2 separate regions of the Mus musculus genome follow, and region 2 is linked to region 1. Evidence: chromatin contacts called from public Hi-C data. All regions are on one chromosome and are shown on one strand. Each heading gives the region's core, a stretch centred on a gene start, on an enhancer-like site or on the middle of the called end of the contact. The rest is flanking DNA. Distances are from core to core; before and after follow the strand shown. Region 1 has its middle 61 kb from the start of Gm33404. Region 2 has its middle 46 kb from the start of Gm46170.

Region 1 (3,119 bases), core at 217-2,716:
CAAAAATCAATGATTTGAAATTGAACGATCTGAAAAGCAATAGAGTGAATCAATGAAACTTAGTGAAGCTTTTTTTTAAAAATGGATAAAAACACAAATTACTAATATCAAGAGTGGCATTGCCAATATCAAGATACCACTGTACCTCCCATTACCAGTACAAATCTATCAAGCGCATGCTAATAATTCTGAAATCTAAGGTGAAATGGATCAATACTTAGATAGATACAAACAACCAAAATTGTTCAACAGAAATAATCTCAATAATCAGAACTTTAGGAAAGAAATTTAATCTGTAGTTCAATTCTCTCTCCAGCTAAAGCTTCGCATTTGTGTGGCTTACTTCATGAGTTCTGCCAAGCATTTAGGGAGGAAGTTACATCAATTTTATACCAACTGCTTCACGAAGCACCTCCCAACTTGTTTTATGCCATCATTGTACTGACCACATTCAACGCTGTAAGGAAACAAACTGCAGACCCGTGTGTACTTAGGAACCTGAAAGCAAATGCAACAACAAAGCAAAAGTCATTCCCAGTGATAGCTAGCATAGAGATCCAGCATGAGCAAGTGGGACTTAATTCCAAGACTGTAAATCTACCGATTTATAAAATCCAAACAACATGACCTCCACTTCTATCGGGGGACAAGGCCCTATAGGTGATAATGGGACACAGTGGGGCACATGAGTGGTATCAGGATCACCGAACTTCTGTTCCCAATAGAGGTCATTTATATTAATTATGTTTCTCATTGTTGTAACCAAACACCCGACAGAAGCAAATTAAAGAAGGAAGGGTATTTTGGGCTCATGGTTTAAGAAGGGATACAGTCTACCACAGAGGGTAGGCAGGGAAGTGGGCACACGAGGCAGATGGTCACATTGCATCTGAGTCAGGAAGCAGAGAGCTGACAGGAAGTAGAGCTCAGACAGAAACCTCAAGGTTCATCTCCAGCAGCCCACGTCCTGCAGTGAGGCTCTGCCTCTTCAAGGTTCCATAACCTTCTGAAATAGAGTCTCCCATTTGGCACACTTCTCTTGAACCCACAGCCCACGGTGATCTCACAGAACTGCACTGGTAGCCTTTTCTGGTTGTTGTTGAACATAATCACTCAAGAAATTCTTAGGAGCTATCTCTGGAGAGCTGGACACAGTTGTGGGTATAATGCTGCCTAGAGAAGAGACACAACAATACCTCCCACAGCCTCCTGGGAAAGATCCAGTCTCAGGCCTCAATCCAGATCAACAGAACCAACACCAGCTCAGAAAAGGACAAGCAAAAAAAATTTTTTTTTCTGAAGAACTTAGCCAACATAGAAGCTTTCTTTAGCGGATAATGCACTTATACAAACATCTGATGACCCCTTTCTTTCTAAAGTGACACTGAGACCTGGGGACTGGCTGTTCTTCTCTTGACAAGAGGTCCTGTTACAACAATCCCCTAGAACTGAATCACAGACTGGTACAGGCCTGCCAAGAATCCTGACTCACCAGCCAAATGGTACTCCAAGGACACCCAAGGACATGGCTGGAGCTGCAGCCACCTGTGAAGCAAACTGAGAACCAAAAGGCTGCCCAGACCCAGGCTCGGTCTGTGGGATGTTTGCTGGGAAGGTCAGCCAGATCTCAGTTCCACCCTCCTCACCTCTTATGTCTTTAGTGGCTAGTTTTAGTTCTCAAAGCTAACTAGAACACCAAATTCCTTTCACTAAGACTCAGACTAAGACACAGACTTAAAAGAATGAGGAAAACCTGCCTTTATGGGAACTTTGGAAAATTAAAAGAACTGAACAGCAGTCAGAATTGCAAAGCTGGTAATATATATTTTATAAGGGTTAACTTTCTCATACTTCCTTTTATAGAGCAAGAGATATTTGAATTCCTCTTCTAGTCAAAGAGGGAAAGTAAGCCTTGAACCTCCAAATTTACTCAACAATCAGATCAGCTCAACCCGAAATCTCACAAATTCCATCTTAGACCTGTCAAGGTCACATATGCCCATTGTCAACACAAGTTAGTTCTCAGTAGCCTGCCCTCCTGGAATCCCGAACCATGTCAGTCAGGCATTTAGCCCAGGACACCATGAGCAGCTTGGATGCTGTGTACACTTAAGTTTCTACCCATCTTGGGGTGTGGGGAATCGATTCAACTCTTCAGCTGTGTCACATCACATGGTCCCTGGTAAAATGTTTCACCAACGAGTTTAGTGTAGAAGGCAAGACGAGCTTAGCAAAGCTTTTAGTTATACTACGCACTTGATGCTGTATTAACTGCTCCTGAAGTCAAGACAGAGGATACAGTCCCCGAACAGTTGTCTCCATCCCTAGTCAAGTTAATTCCATCTTTTTTTCCTGTTTTCTTCAAAGGCCTTATGCACTAACCCTTTCCCTGTGGCTGTTTACCCATCAGAAGCCTCACTCAGCAGAGGAGGAGCCCTCTTGTGGCCAAGATGGTATCTTATTTGTCCGTAGAGGCCCAGATCCCAGCATGGTGCCTGTCACGTAGACTCAATAAATGTTGAACGAATGGGCAACGTCCTGCTATGTGAATGAGAATATTCTCCAGTAAGTGTGCCGTCCTAACGATCTTCTCTGAGGGCATTGGCCTGCTGTTTCCCCGTGGTGTTAGAAATGGAGAAGGCTGACTGAATAATTCCACGGCTTCCTTCTGAGCTCTTCCCTTAGACACAGACCACTGTCAGGTTGCTAATACTGTTTCCCTGGGCCCACCACGAAGGATGCCGAGCCTTATCACTCTAAGGTGTTTGCTTCACGTAGCAACTTGCTTTTTAATGAGCTTGTTTATCTCACCATCTCGGATGTTAATGTGGTCGGGAGGGAAGCATGCTGATTGACTATTACCAAGCAAAGTGGAAAGCCTCCAGGGAGAGCATCAGCTACAAGCTATGTGCTAACAATTATTCAATAACCAAATTTTCTTAAAAGAGAGAGAGAGAGAGAGAGAGAGAAACAACACAAGAAGAAGTTGGAAAAAGCACAAAATGAGCCACAGAAAAATAGGACAAGTTTGAAAGTTGCTCACATATCCAACTCTCAGCTTCTAGCTGGAGCCTGCTGGACTGTAAAGTGACTTCTGGCACGTCTACTTTACAGAGAGA
Region 2 (3,280 bases), core at 84-2,583, 430 kb after region 1:
TAATAACCACACACATGTGCACACATGCACATAGACAGCTGATGATAGCAGCCTGTAAAAACTACTGTAGTAGAAACAGCTGTAGCCTTGGGGCTGGGGAGGTGGCCATACAAGCATGAGGGCCTGAATGCAGTCCCAGAATCCTCTGGATCCTACAGCACACATCCATTTCGTGGGCAGGGACATGCCACCTTACAGAACCTGTGGTCTCTAGCCACATGAGAGAAACCCCTCTAAAATAAATAAATAAATGGTATAGGATGACGTGATGATACACACCTAATAAATAAATAAATAAATGGTATAGGATGACGTGATGATACACACCTTTAACCCCAGCACCCAAGAAGGCAGGAGGCAGGTCTCTGTGAGTTAGAGACCAGCCTGGTCTACATAGTGGGATATTATCAATAATAATAATAATAGAAGAAGAAGAAGAAGAAGAAGAAGAAGAAGAAGAAGAAGAAGAAGAAGAAGAAGAAGAAGAAGAGGAGGAGGAGGAGGAGGAGGAGGAGGAGGAGGAGGAAGAGGAAGAGGGGAAGAGGAAGAAGAAGAAGAAGAAGAAGAAGAAGAAGAAGAAGAAGAAGAAGAAGAAGAAGAAGAAGAAGAAGAGGAGGAGGAGGAGGAGGAGGAGAGGAAGAAGAGGAAGAAGAGAAAGAAGAAGAAGAGGAGAAGAAGAAAGGAAGAAGAAGAAGAGGAGGAGGAGGAGGAGGAGGAAGAGGAAGAAGAGAGTGATTGAGGAAGACACTTGACAACTTCTAGCCTACACACACACATATACACTCACACCTACACACCCATCCACACACACATCCACACTCCCTCCCCCCATCCCAATCCACTCACAATTGTTGCCATGGAGAAATTAAGGGAGTTAGTTTCTATGTGCTCTAGTGGAGGCTTAAATATTTTTTTAAAGTCATATTAGTAGTTAATACTTTTAATAGCACCTGAGTATACATCTCTTAAATATCAATAGCCAGTCAAATGGCTGTCCAGGAACTGAAGCCACCCACTCCTGCTGCCGTCTGAATCCCCACCACTAGATGGCAGACACACACCAGACTTCCTGTCATTTAGGTTAGACCTTTGCAGCAGCTGAATTCAGTTTTCCAGTGATCCCGGAGAACCAGCACATTTCTTAGCATCCTTCACAGGTTTGGTTTGCTTTTTGGAGGGGTGTTTGTCTGTCTGTCTGTCTGTCTGTCTGTCTGTCTGTTTAAGTATGAGTGAACACATAACAAACACAGGAAAAATCTAGTGTGATTTTACAATGGAGGCCGTTTACTTCAGAGGAAGCAGATGGCACTGGGAGGGCTCCTCTGAAATGCACACGTGTGATGAGCATCCCGTCCAGGCAGGGGAGCTGTCACCAGGTGCTGGCTTGCCCCAGCCAGGACAGTCAGAACTCAACACACAAGTCCTTGGAGCCACTGAATCCAAACAGTACAAGTCAGGGCCCAGGGTAGATGTGGTGTTTACATAGAGGGTAGTTTTATGTTCCTAAGATGTATATACCAGGGCTTAGTCCTGTCTCTAATGGGTTCCCATGTTATTTTAGCTCATGGTTTATTGAAATATGTATGTAAGTATACACGCAAGACTAGGGTAACAGCTAGCTCATAGTTTCGGTTTTGCAATGTTGGGGATTGAGCCTGGACCTCTTGCTTATGCTAGGCAGGTGCTTTGGTACCAAGAAACATCCCCAGTCGAGAAAATGACCTCTTAAATTGTTCTCTTTGTGGTGGCGAAGGGGCGATTGGGAGGGATTTTTCTGAGATAGGGTCTTTGTATGTGACCCAAGATGACTTCAAATTTGTCATCTTGCCTCAGCTTAATATTGGGGTCACAGGTATGTGCCATTAACTTAAACTTTAGATCCGCCTTAAAGCACCTAAACACCCCCAGCATATCGTGAAGGAATCCACCTACCCTAGTCTCTTGAAGCCTACAATGCCATGTTCCAAGACCCTCTCTCTACTCCTTGTATTGAAGCCATTGTCTGCAAGCCAGCCCATTGATGGCTTCATTAAAGCAATGTTAATCTGGAGCTAAAACTGGGAGACTCACAACTACCTGTGACTTCAATTCCATGGCATCTGATGCCCTCTTTTGGCCTGAGGATACCATGCAAACAAGCGGTACCGATATACCATGAAGGCAAAACAGCCATACACATAGAAAGAATTAAGAGCAGCATCACTGCCCTGCCTCACCAGCAAAACCACCCTAGGGAAAGAGGGGACACTGCTGAGGCTCCTATCCAGAGGCCTGCCTAGTTCCAGGGTTAGCAAAAAGCAAGCATCTGGAAAGACAGGATGAGAAGTAGAGATGAAGGGAAGCTAAGACATGGGAACTGTCAGGAACGACAAAGAGCAAAAGCCAGTTGTGTGAAAGGCCCTGGATGTAGGTCTTTTAAAAACAGGAATAAGCTGGATGTGATTGTGTGTGCCTTTAATCCCAGCACTTGGGAGGCTGAGGCAGGTGGATCTCTCTGAGTTCAGAGGCCATTCTGGTCAACATGGCACAGGGCTATATAGCAAGACTCTTACCTCAAAGAACCAATCAATCAATCAATAAATAATCAAGCAAGAATAGAAAGGCTGGAGCGATGCCTCAGTAGTTCAGAGCACTTACTGCTCTTTCAGAGGATCCAGGTTTGGGTCCCAGCACCCACATGGTGCCTCACTCCAACACTTTGTGCGTTGCATGCACATATATAGTACACATACATACATACATGCACATGTATGTTTTAAAAGTACACACATATACCTTCATTCACATCATAGTGAGTTGTCATTAATGTAAGCTTCCTTACACATGCCCCACCCCGCTACCTTCCCTCCCCCGACCCCACCCCTAGCTCACTCCACCTAGGTTTAGTTCTCCTTTTCAACAGAGAGAAGTGGGTAGGTCTGGAAGGCGGCAGAGGCTACACAAAGGACATCAGTGAGAACAGTGTCAGCGTTCCTAGAACCTCAGCCTCCCAGAAACCATGTGATAGGGAGTGCAAGGTAACTAACCCTGGGAGAGCCCTGGGAGTCTGTCCCACACACATCCCAAGACCAGGACAGGAGGCAGGCTAAGCACCCCTGCTTCCTCCAGAAATGCAAGGCCCAGCCCTCCCTCCGCCCAATTCTCACAGCAGGCTTCGGAGACTGCTGCTAACCAGGCACCCACAAAGGAGTGAAGAGTTGAATTCATTGTTTTTATTTGTCTTTATTTACAGCCAAGTACATAGGGTGTGGTCATTTCATAGCACGAACAAAGGCAGGGC

Evidence for each region. A called contact is a pair of places that touch in the nucleus more often than the background predicts.
Region 2: a Hi-C map of cerebellum shows a contact between it and region 1, with 2.2 times the contacts expected there. The contact joins two enhancer-like sites. A contact is called at or near these places in 11 of 39 promoter capture datasets (the 3T3-L1 cell line, the C10 cell line, the HPC-7 cell line and 7 more), 6 of 15 datasets of contacts at CTCF or cohesin (the NIH/3T3 cell line, hippocampal excitatory neurons, large pre-B cells and 2 more), 163 of 484 Hi-C or Micro-C datasets (the 3T3-L1 cell line, 3T3-L1-derived adipocytes, the AML12 cell line and 84 more), 21 of 115 datasets of contacts at active chromatin or transcription factors (the HPC-7 cell line, the NIH/3T3 cell line, PVALB interneurons and 16 more) and 2 of 9 other capture datasets (adipose tissue and liver).

What each region holds. Positions count from the first base shown.
Region 1 is chr1:166,792,370-166,795,488 of GRCm38.p6, forward strand. No RefSeq gene overlaps it. Among named protein-coding and RNA genes, the nearest start is that of Gm33404, 61 kb to the right of the region's middle. Within about 2 kb of position 1,467, at least 59 of the 459 cell types and tissues checked have an H3K27ac peak or open chromatin away from gene starts, as enhancers often do. A contact at or near this core is called in ECoMG-derived neutrophils, bone marrow-derived macrophages, cerebellar granule neurons and 2 more, where this site is marked.
Region 2 is chr1:167,219,693-167,222,972 of GRCm38.p6, forward strand. It overlaps a transcript of Uck2 not described here. Among named protein-coding and RNA genes, the nearest start is that of Gm46170, 46 kb to the right of the region's middle. Within about 2 kb of position 1,334, at least 41 of the 459 cell types and tissues checked have an H3K27ac peak or open chromatin away from gene starts, as enhancers often do. A contact at or near this core is called in ECoMG-derived neutrophils, bone marrow-derived macrophages, cerebellar granule neurons and 2 more, where this site is marked.